Linked DNA regions of Oryctolagus cuniculus: region 2 is linked to region 1. Evidence: chromatin contacts called from public Micro-C data. All regions are on one chromosome and are shown on one strand. Each heading gives the region's core, a stretch centred on a gene start, on an enhancer-like site or on the middle of the called end of the contact. The rest is flanking DNA. Distances are from core to core; before and after follow the strand shown. Region 1 holds the start of CCDC9 (coiled-coil domain containing 9). Region 2 overlaps SAE1 (SUMO1 activating enzyme subunit 1).

What was found. A called contact is a pair of places that touch in the nucleus more often than the background predicts.
Region 2: a contact with region 1 is called in a Micro-C map of ear pinna, with 4 times the contacts expected there. The contact joins the enhancer-like site here to the promoter of CCDC9 in region 1. A contact is called at or near these places in 2 of 6 Hi-C or Micro-C datasets (ear pinna and an unstated tissue).

What each region holds. Positions count from the first base shown.
Region 1 is chr18:10,286,156-10,291,562 of mOryCun1.1, forward strand. It overlaps CCDC9 (coiled-coil domain containing 9), which reads right to left and starts at 2,128. Exons shown (of 13, transcript XM_051837386.2): 1 at 1,952-2,128; 2 at 1,343-1,476. LOC138846422 (a long non-coding RNA gene) reads left to right here and starts at 2,268. Exons shown (of 2, transcript XR_011383902.1): 1 at 2,268-2,832.
Region 2 is chr18:10,348,894-10,354,300 of mOryCun1.1, forward strand. It overlaps SAE1 (SUMO1 activating enzyme subunit 1), which reads right to left. Exons shown (of 9, transcript XM_051837389.2): 4 at 5,279-5,407; 5 at 3,990-4,089. Among named protein-coding and RNA genes, the nearest start is that of SAE1, 24 kb to the right of the region's middle. Within about 2 kb of position 2,643, at least 2 of the 8 cell types and tissues checked have an H3K27ac peak or open chromatin away from gene starts, as enhancers often do. A contact at or near this core is called in ear pinna, where this site is marked.

The sequences.
Region 1 (5,407 bases), core at 878-3,377:
TTTACGTCAGCCTCTGGACCCACCCCGGACCACCGGCCGTCCAACAAGACCCACTTGCAGCGCGGGCAAAACTTTCTGGCCCCGCCCCCAGCGTGCTCAGCCAGCGCCGCGGCCCCGCCCACAGCTCCCCCGGCCACGCCGCGGCCCCGCCCACAGCCCGGGCGCCACTTTTCAGCCTCGCCCCCACCGCCGCGCGGCCACGCCCCCGGAACCGCCCCCGGGCCCTGCCCACCCACCCACGCCCCGCCCCGCCAGCGCCCCTCGGGCTTCCCATGTGGGCGTCCCGTCCCCGCCCCCCGCAGAGCCCTCTGACCCCGCCCCCGCCGGCTGTCGCTCCCCTCACGTGAGGGCGCAGGCCCCGCCCTCGCCGGGCGCGCTCCCGGCCCCCTCGCCCGGTCACCTGTCCCAGAGACCCCGCAGCGCCCGCGACTCCGGCTCCGTCAGCCTCCGCGTCCGCAGCTCCCGGGCCGCGTGCGTCACTTCCCGCCCGCACCACGTGAGGCGGGGAAATAAACGGGGTCACTTCCGGTCCGCCAGCCCGTTTCCGGGAGTCTTAAAGGGGCCGCGCGCGCTCGGGGCGGGGGCTGGCGGAAGCGGGTCCGAGTGAGCCCCGGGCGCCTCGGGCGGCCAGTTCGGCGACACTTCGCCTCAGCTCTTCGTCCCCAGAAGTCTCCCGTGGAAACAGCATGCAGAACTCGCAAAGGGACAGACCTCCCTCTCTGCCTTCCTAATAAAGTGAAAATCCACGCATAGGAATGGGGGGTGCCTGTCCCCGAGGTCCCCCGCCATCGGCGCCCCGCCTTCCCGGTGGGCTGGGCGGTGGGCGTTCGGCTCAAGTCCCTCCCGGCCCCTGCCGCTCACCTGGGGGCCCCGGGCAGAGCCCCAGGCCCCTGGCCCGGCCCTGGCTGTGGCGGACCATCTTCCACTGCTTTCCCAGGCGCCTTAGCAGGGAGCTGGGTCGGAGGTGGAGCAGCCGGGACTCGAACCAGCGCCCCTGTGGGATGCCGGCCTCGCAGGCGGCGGCTTTACCGGATGCGGGCGCTCTTCTGGTGCTGTGGTTAAATCCCCACCCCAGCAGCGCCCCGCCCCGCCCGGCCTCCGGTTAATGCAACCTTGGGGGCAGCAGACAGGACAGCTCAGGTGCCCACGTCAGACACCAGGATCGAGTTCTGGGCTCCGGGCGTCAGCTGTTTGAGCAATTAGGGAGTGAACCAGTGGATGGAAGATCTCTCTCTCTCTCTCTCTCTCTAACAAATCAATCTTTTAAGAGAAGAAAGCACCTGCCAGGAAAACACTATGCATGAGCTTCAAAATTTTTGAGCCCAAATACTCCAGCTCTTACCTCATTTTCCCAGGAGCTCCTTGAGGTCCAGTTTCACCAAGGTCCGAGAGACGCGACGGCCCTGCGGCCGCAGACGCTGCCCACTGGCCACTAAGGGGCGGCGGGGCGCCCTCGCTCTGCAAATCCTCCCGCACCTGCGGGAGCGAGGTGGGGGCCAGGACGTCGGGCCAGGAACCAGCCGTCAAGCACATGGAGCCACAGCGGGCAGGGCAGAGGGCAGGGGGCAGGGGTGGTCCAGGAGGGCCTCTGGGGGGAGGTGACCTTTTGGGAAGAGGCCTGGGTGAGGGGCGGGGCAAGCCAGGCAGCCCGCGTGGAGGAAGCAGCATCTTGGGCTCCCCTGGCCAGGCCATATAGCTAGGAGGTTTTAAAAAGCAGCACAGGGCCGAGTGCAGAGAAGATGAACTGTTAGGGGGCTGGAGGGAGGCCCGGAAGGAATCTGTAGGTCCTGGATGGAGGAGGTGGCACGAACCCCAGAGCCTGCAGGCTTACAGGGCTGCTGCATTATATCTCTTATTGTTTTCTCATGATTCGCTTGGGCGCCGTGGACTCCCCAGCCCTGAAGAGAGTCGGTGCTATATTTAATGAGCCCTTCACTCTTGGCATTATTACCTCATCAGCTCGTCCTCTGCTGTTTCTGTTCCCTACTTAGAGCAGCAAGCCGGAGCCAGAGACGCGCAGTGAGCTGCCCAAGGCCCCGCACCCCCGCAGTAAGCCCCTGCCCCCGCGCCGGGGCCTGGGCCGGGGCCGCCGCACCTGCAGCCTGGCCCAAGCTTGCGTCCCGCTCGGCCACCAGAGGGCGCTCGCTAGCACGGGATGCGCTCGGAGCTTGCGCCCCGGTTCGCCCACCGAATGCGCTGAGAGCTCTGCACCCCGGGCTCGCCCAGAGCGCCCCCTCTCTGACGTCACCTCCTGCTGCTCTCTTTTTCATCCCCTTCCAGCCCTTCCAGCCGCCCCCCCCCCTGTGGCCGCAGGACCTTTGCAACTGCTCCTCCCGCTGCTGTCCGGTCACTTTCTGAGCTGTCACTTTTCTCAGGGACAGCCTGCCTGGGCGCCCTGCCCAGCTCCGCGCTCTCTCTCTTTAGAAGACTCAGTGTGCGCTGTCGCTTATGTTCCTCATTGTCCGTCTTCCCTCCTCCCCCAGGCCAAGGGGTCAGCCCCAGGAAGGTAGGACAAGAATTTCCCCGCGCTGTTCTCCAGCGTCTACACCCGCAGCCGTGCCTGCCGGGGGACGCCCTGGGCCGCTCTGACCTCACACTCCGCCCTGTAAACGGGACTGAAGGCGCCTGGGGCCGCGGAGAAGCTGACCCGTGTTCCCGCCTGGTCCAGGCCAAAGCGCGCTGTATGCGCGCCGCCTGCGCTCCCGCCTCCGGCCGCTGGGGGGCAGCAGGCGCCCGGCAGATTCGCCTGCGCGGCCGGTGCGGGGCGCGGGAAGCCGAGCGAGCCGGGGCGGCTCGGGCAGAGGAAGCTGATGAAATCCGAGCCAACTCGAGGTGAGCTCATCCCCGCCCGGGTGCCTCCGGAAGCCACGGGGCCGCCTGGCCCGCTCCTGGCTGCAGCGATAAAGCTCGGGTGCTGAGCCGGGGCGGGAAGTCCTTCCTGGAGTCTGCCTCGCGTGGGGCCTGCTGCCTGCGGGGAGGGGCGGGGACCAGGCGGTGAGACGGCGCCCTGGCTGCCCTCGCACCGTGAAAAGTGAACTCTGAGCGTGGCTGGGGATGGGGATGAGGAGGGCCAGCCCCTCCCGCCCAGCCCCGGGCCGCGGTGTGCGAGCCCCATCCCCAAGTCCCCGGGTCCCCGAGTTCCCGCAGGAGGCGCGAGCCGCTCACTGGCGCGGCCGCAGCCAATCAGAGCGCGGCGCCGCTGTTCTCGGGCAGGAGGCCTGGAGACGCGCGCGCCTGCCCCGGCACCCAGCGACGCGCGCAGGCACGCGCCCAGGGACCTGCCGCGGCGGCCCCAGCCAAACGATGCACACACGCGGGCCCCGGCCCGGGCAGAGGAGCAGCAGCAGTCCCGGGCCCCGCAGCGCCGCCCGGCCCCGCAGTCGCCCCTACACCCAGCGTCGCCAGGAACAGGCATTCTTGAGGGCGCACGCACCGCCCCGTCCCGCCGGCCGCACGCGGTGGGTGCCGTCTCGGACACACTGTTGCACGCACACCGGTGACACGGAGCCACGCAATCCCGCGCGCACACGCTCAGATGCGGTCACAGCTCGGGCCCAGCGCAGACCGCAGGGTCGAGATACACGCGCACCCTGGTACACAATGCCGCGCCACGCACCACGCGCGTCCTGGGAGTGACACGGGGCCCACCACGCGGCCTAACACAGTACACCTTGCCGCGTGGGTACACACATGGTTACAGACTCAGCCACAAACCTTCCCGCCAACACTCTGACCCCGTGCCATCCCAGGGCCACACAAGTCCGTTCCGATGGAGGCGCGCTGACTCCCGGGGTCACGCCCCAGCGTACTGGGCGCACTGAACAGGCTGTCACGCAGCCCTGCACATAGGCGGCGCTGTGGCAGGTGTCACCCCCACACCATCACACTGACACACAATGGCACACACAGCACCCCGGCCACAGCCCTAAAGAAAACTCCACACACACACACACACACGCGCGCGGCCCCTGCCCGGGAAGCTGTGCGCCATGTGGCACTCCGGAGAGGGATGCTAGGTGGGCCTGTGCGCGTGTGTGTGTGTGTGTGTGTGTGTTTGCGCGCGCGCGCTCCACCGCCCCCTCCCCTCCTTCCCTGGGGGCGGGGCCGCGCCGCAGCGCTGTTACCGGGTAAACTTCCCCGCCCCCCCCCGCAGCGCGGCCATTAGTCACCCCCCTCCCCAGGATGATGTCATCGCCTCATTCTGGAGGCTGAGTAATCCTAGACTCCGCCCCCCCGCAGGTACCCGGGTAGGGGCGCGCCGCACCTGGGCTCAGCACGGCTGGAGCTGCACGCGCCGCGGCCCCGGCTCTCCCTGGAGTGGGACTGCCGACTCCGGGCCGCCCCGTGGTGGCCTAGGGACACACCGCAGGGTCCCTAGAGCCCGGGGCTGCCAGCCCTGGGGCCACCTAATAGAGGGAGGCTGGGTCTCCCAGACGTGGGTCCTTGGGCACCCCTCCCTCCCAGCACCACGGAGGGGCTAGGTCGGTTGTAGGTGTGTGCGTGGGTAGGGGTGGGGGTCTGAGAGGCGCCCAGCTTGAATTCCAGGGCTCTTGGCACCAGGAGGCCTGGGACCCTGGCGTGAGCTGGGAGATCGGGCGCCAAGGAGTAGAGAAAGTAGCTATGAGGTCAGAAGCCCTCTGTCCTGCGAGACCAACCTGCCGGGCCCTGGGGAAAGGGCTCAGGGGGAGGGGGCAGGCACCTGGGGCCGGGCAGGTGAGCATCCGCAGGAATGGATACCCGAGGGTCTCCCACGATCCGGATGGTGGGGCCAGGAAGCCAGGGGGTTCGGAGGCGGCTGGGGACCGGGACCCTGGTCCCTGTGGGGATGGGGCACCAGCGTCCCCGAGGAAGGAGGCCCCTGCCCCTGTTTTCAGGGGCCCAGGCGTGCTCGGCTCCTGTGGGAGGGGTACCCCCTCTTTTGTATGCGGCAAGGACGCCTGGGTTCTCTTGCGGGAAGGCTCCTGTTTTCCAGGACCACGATGCGTGCGTCGTGTTTGGGGGGTGGCACCCGAGGCACCCCCAGCCCCGTCTCCAGGGGTCAGCAAGCACAGAGAGGGGAACACTCGGTGTGTTTTCAGGAGGCCAACTTCCCGCGGGGGAGGGACACGACGCGCAGCCCCAGCCCCACTGCCCATCCTCGCCCGAGGATGCGGGGCAGAGCGGGGGAGGGACGTGGACGGTGCCCAGCCCGTGTCTCACCCCAGCCGGCCGCGCGCCCGGCAGCTCCCCCGGGCCCGGCTCCCCGCCCCCCGCGCCGAGGGCTCCCCCAGATCCGGGCGGGCGCCGCGGCGGCCAATGAACGCGCTCGCCGTCTCCGGGAGCCCGGCCGGCTCTGCCCGCCTGGCATTGGGCACGCGGTGGGCAGCGGCGGGCGGGGCCTGGGGGTCCTCGCGCCTGGTTGGGCCAG
Region 2 (5,407 bases), core at 1,393-3,892, 63 kb after region 1:
AAGGTCTATACTCTGGAGGTAGACCAGGGAAGGAGTCCACAAAAAAACCTGGGATGGCCTGGACATAGATGCCAGGAGTACCAAGTATCAGGAATGTAATAGAGAACTGGTTTGGCACATTGCCTTGACTCCAGGAGGAGAAGCACTGAAAAAGCGCCAAGAAGGGAGTTTTTCCAGCACTAGGGCCAAGGACAGAGGCCTTTTTCACCGGGGGCTAAGGGCTGAGCTATTCCTTCTTCTTACTCTAACTTGTAACCTTAGACAAATTTACTTACTTCTCTGAGTCTATCTGCAACAACACTTTCAGGGATATTTCTGGGCATCTGGGAATAAGACTCCCAGTGGTCTTGTCTGTAATGGGTATAAAGGCCCACAGGTGAAAGCCAGGTGGGCCAGCTGGATTCTCTCTCCAGAGAACTGGGTGTGTCAAAGTTGGAACAGGAGAACACAGTAATGACAGGGCTCAAAAGAGAAAGGCCACTATTTCCTACGGCATGCAGGGCACCCAGCAAACCTGGTCTTTACTACCACACTCAGATCACAGTCTCCGCAGCCCTCCAAAAGATACAACAGGGGCTGGTGCTGTGGTGTAGTAGGTTAGGCCTCCAACTGCCAGTTTGAGTCTCAGCTGCTCCATTTCTGACCCAGCTCTGCTGGTAGCCTGGGAAAGCAGTGGAAGATGGCCCAAGTACTGGGGCCCCTCTACCTCCATCTGGGACCCCCAAAGGAGGCCCCTGGCCCCTGGCTTCAGATCGGCACAGGTCTGGTTGTTTGCAACCATTTGGGGAGTGAACCAGTGGGTGGAAGACCTCTCTCTCTCTCTGTGTCTGTAACCATGCTTCTCAAATAAATAAATCTTTTTTTAAAAAAAATAGATTTCCCACACTGCTGATCAATCATCAAAAGACCTGGAAACCGGAGTGACAATTTGAGCCCTAGCTACTCTGTTTCTTATAGTTCCTGCTAACACATTCTGGGAGGCACTGGTGATGCCTCAAGTGCTTGGATCCCTGCTGCACTAGTGGGAGACCTGAATGTAGCGCCTGGCTCTTGGCTTCAGTCCCGCCCAGCCCTGGCTCTTGCAGCTATTTGGAAGTGAACCAGTGGATGCAAGATCTGTCTCTGCTGCTCTGCCTTTCGAAAAAATAAATACACTGTCCTCTGTGTTTAAATCTGAAAGACAGTATGGAGCATGACCACCATCAGGCACACGTCTAACCATCTCTCGCAGCCTCCAACAACACACATAACTCACAATGAAGCAGTGAACAGCCACATGGGAGTGTGACATTGCTTTTTATCCCCAAGAACTTCTAGAATGACACAAATTTTCAAATACTGTATCTGATTATCCTCATAAACCTTCATATTAACCTCGAGTCTCCCAAGAGGCTGACCTTGCAGGGCAGTCTGGAGAGCCTGGGCCTTGGTCCACTGTCTGCTCTCTGCACCCATTCCTCCCCCTGAGCTCTGGTACCTGGGGCAGGTCACTCCATCTTTCCCGGCTACAAACTGAGACAGCACAGCTGGACATGCCTCCCTGCACCCACTAGAGCACCTTGCACACAGCAGGCCTTTTTCAAGTCCTACAAGAGCTGGCTGTTTCAGAGTGAGGGAAGACAGAGAGACTGCCTCTCCATCTATCTTTTGGCTTACTCTGTTTTCTCTGAGCACCGGTCTGGGCTTTGGTGCTTGGCAAACTTGCTCTTCACATGCCAACTCAAACAACACGTCCTCTGCAAAGCCTTTTTGGCCCCTTCCTCTCCAGCACCACACTGCTTTCTCCTTTATCTACTGCACATCAGTGTCTATACCAGGCTCGTGACCACGACCCGATTCTGATGAAATCTGTCCCGTGACTTCTCCTGGGCACCAAAGGAAGCAAACAATGTACTGAGCACCCATCTCTGAGTTAGACATTTTCCTACTGCTTTATTTATCAAATTCTGGCACATGTGTTAAAGGCCAGGAATCTTCCTAGATGGTGTGAAAACCACAAGCTTTGTTTTTCCTCTGTGTTTTTTAATGTTTCTAATTTAGGAGCACAATGTGTACCTTGAAGCAAAAGTGGCTTTACAATATTTGGTTGAACCTAGGAAAACAGGGAGGGGAAGGGAACCCTGACCAGAAACCTTTCACAGGAAACAGGAAGTGGCTGCTTCCCCACCCCAATCCTGCACTCTCTGATCATAACTCAACTTGTTATTCCATACAATTAAGGCAAAACAGCAGGATTTAAATCAAAGAAATTTTGAGTTAGAAGAGAACTTGGAGATCACAGGGCCAAAATGGAAGCAGCGTGGAGTACAAGGTGGCCGAGCCCGGCCAGTCCTGTGCTGTCTGGGGGAGGGCACAAAGACAAGGTCTGGAATCCCGGGGATTGTCACCAGGAATGCCCTGAATGCCTTGCAACCTTACGGGCTGGCGCTGGAATCCAAGCCTGAATTGTCCAAGCACAGCAGCTGACTAACAATGCCAGCTGGGGCATATTTTAATACCTTCAGATTCAGTCCCATGCAGGAAGCTCGGCGGCCGTGAAGCCCCAAGGAGTGGTACGCTGAGGCTGCCCAGAGCCTGCCTGGGCTGCCCACATTCTCCTCATAGCGAGCCAAAGTGCTTCCCAAAAGAGGTTTCCAGATCCACCCCAGTGGGCACCACAGGAGCAGACTGGGGGTGGGGGGGACTTCCAGCTGTGCAGGGCTAACAAAGCGAGGGCTCCTGCATTTGAATGTGAAAGACAAGCCTCAATCAGAGAAGGCCCTTAAGCCATAAAACCCTTCACACCAAGGCCAAGTGTCACACTTGTAGGAGGGTGTGATTTATAAACTGACAGCGCCCACAAAGCTGCTTTTGTACTCCTCCGTTTGTTAACAATTTATCTCCCCCCACAAACTCACCGAGCTATTCAGATAAGCCTGGACGGGCCTCAGAAAGAAAGGAAGGAAGGAAGGAAGGAAGGAAGAAAGAAAGGACTCAAGTTTTGGCCAAAACACCCATGTTCACTCTGGATAATTATGATCCTGTGAATAGACACTAAAATTAGGGCTTAATCACTTCTCTGTATCACACTCACAGAGTCAAACTATTCCAACACAAACACACAAAGCGAGAGCGAGAAATCCCCAGCGTGGCCTCACTGAGTTCCACCTCTGTGGCTTCTGCAGGCTCCTTTGTGGTCTCTGCACTCTTCAGAAACCCCCTTAGAGCAACTGTAACTCACATTCCGACCAGCTGGTTTTCTCTCTCAACACTCAAACCTACAAAGCACAGTAAACACTGGCTTGCTCCCCATTCAACAAACCCAATGGCGGCCATTCCACTTTATGTCCCCCATTGAAGATTCCCACACAGCTACAGAAACCACTGTCCCCTGATCCCTCTCCCAGTCCTTCTCTAAAATGAATTCAGTTACTGCCCCTCATCCAAATAGAGGCCAAGTCCCTAACGTAAACCGCCTTAGGAAATAAAGGCCTGATTACGTTCTCAAGGTGGAAGGGAAGGCTTTTCCCGTTAAAGGCTGTATTGTGGTAAAAGAGAAAAAGGCAAAAAACAAAAGCAGGTTTAAACTGGCTCCTGTCCACCGAACAACCTTACTCAAATGTCTAATCAATCTGAGAAAAAAAAAAGTACTGAAAAGGAGCCACCTTCTGCTCCAAATGCCTTCCTGATAACCACAATGCATCTGGCTGACAGCAGGCACACCAGCATTAAAAACTGAAATCTGCATTCTGGTTCCCTTGGAAAGTCACATCTGGAATCCCTGGGCCTGCGCATTCCCTCACAGTAACAGCTGGCTAGTACTCCAGCTAGTGCTCCCAGGCAGCTGCCTCCCCTCAAGATGGGCCCCTCCCCTCAAGACACCCCCTACTCCCAACCCAGGCTACAGAGCTACAAAGCAGACTACCTGCTCACTTGCAACTGCAATGGCCAGTCCCCACGAGACCCCAGGGTTGCCGACCTCTGCCCTCTGACCCCCCACACCCTCCTACCTTTTTTACCATAGTTGTCTCAGATGAATCAAGTTTTACTCTCTTGGTATCAGGTCCATCTTCCACTCCTTGGCTGACTTTGGCAACTTTGGTTTTCTCCCTAGAGGGTGACAAGGGGACAGAACTGATGAAGCATGCCATTAGAATAGAAAGAACACTGCCAGCTCATAGAACAGGGGCAAGCAAAGCCTTGGAGTCCACAGGCCTGGGGTTCAAATGCCAGCTCTGACACCTGATGAGTTGGTTACCCAAATACCATGACCCGCTCAGCTTGCTGCCTAACACATAGAAGCTCTCAAAAAATTCAACTGATTCCTTTGTTAACATTCTACTGGAACCATAAAATAGACAGCAACCTTTAATTAAGGAATTCCTCTTTTGCTATGGGCAGCTCACACTAAAATAATTTGGTCTACTTTTCATTACTACAACTTCCTTATCCACTTACAATGTGCCCAAAACTAGTCCTAAAGCCATAAAAAGCTAGTGCTGGGAGGCATCTGGAACATGTTTGTCCTTCCGCTGTCTCAATTTTACAGGCAAGAAACATGCAGACCAGACACTGAGTGGCCTGCCTGAGAGGCTAAACAAAGACAGCAGTTCTCAAACCCCTGGTAAGAAGCTCCATCCTGCCACTCGCGACCTCTCTTTACTTCTCCTTCGCAAGCTGGGGGTGGGGTGAGAAACTGCAGCCAAAACACCAGCACATTAGGGGGGAAAAAAAAAAAAAAACACGAAAAGAGCTCATATAGTTTTACAATACTCTGTCATCTGCCATCTTTCATCTACCAGTTCAAGACACTGCAGGTCCCATCATGTGAGAATTAGCAAGGTCTGTAGCCCCAATGTTCAAAATGAGCGGGTAAGTTCTCTTGTGCCACCAGAGCAGCCTCTGGACCCTGGAGCTTTTCCCAGGTAGACCTGGGCTGACGGTGCCTCCGGCGTTGTCCACCTCACTGTTCTACAACCACGTTTTACTACGTTCCAACCTGAACACATGCAAGCCCACCCTGGGGAACCAACGTTCACACACCAAGCAAGCCCTCCCATGCAGAAAGCATGCTTCAGTAGTGAAGACCAGACTGTCAAACACCCACATCTAGAACTCCGCTTGCTTCAGACTCCATGGTCTGGGGAACAGAGGTCATATCTCCCACAATGCTGAACGTACAGTCAGCACCAGTTGGTTTCAAAATGCTCTGAGTATAACTGTAAAATTATTTCCTTTGAGGGTTCATTTCCTAATAGCTAAGAAAACTAAATTCTGAAAATATTCTCCCAACACTTACTCCACAAACTCATGCTCCCCAAGATTCGCAAATGTGTATCCATGGTAGCCAAAAACATCTCCTGTAAAGAACTTGATGCTGTTTTTGTGACAGATCTGGTCAACTTTGACTATGACATCCCTGGAGCAG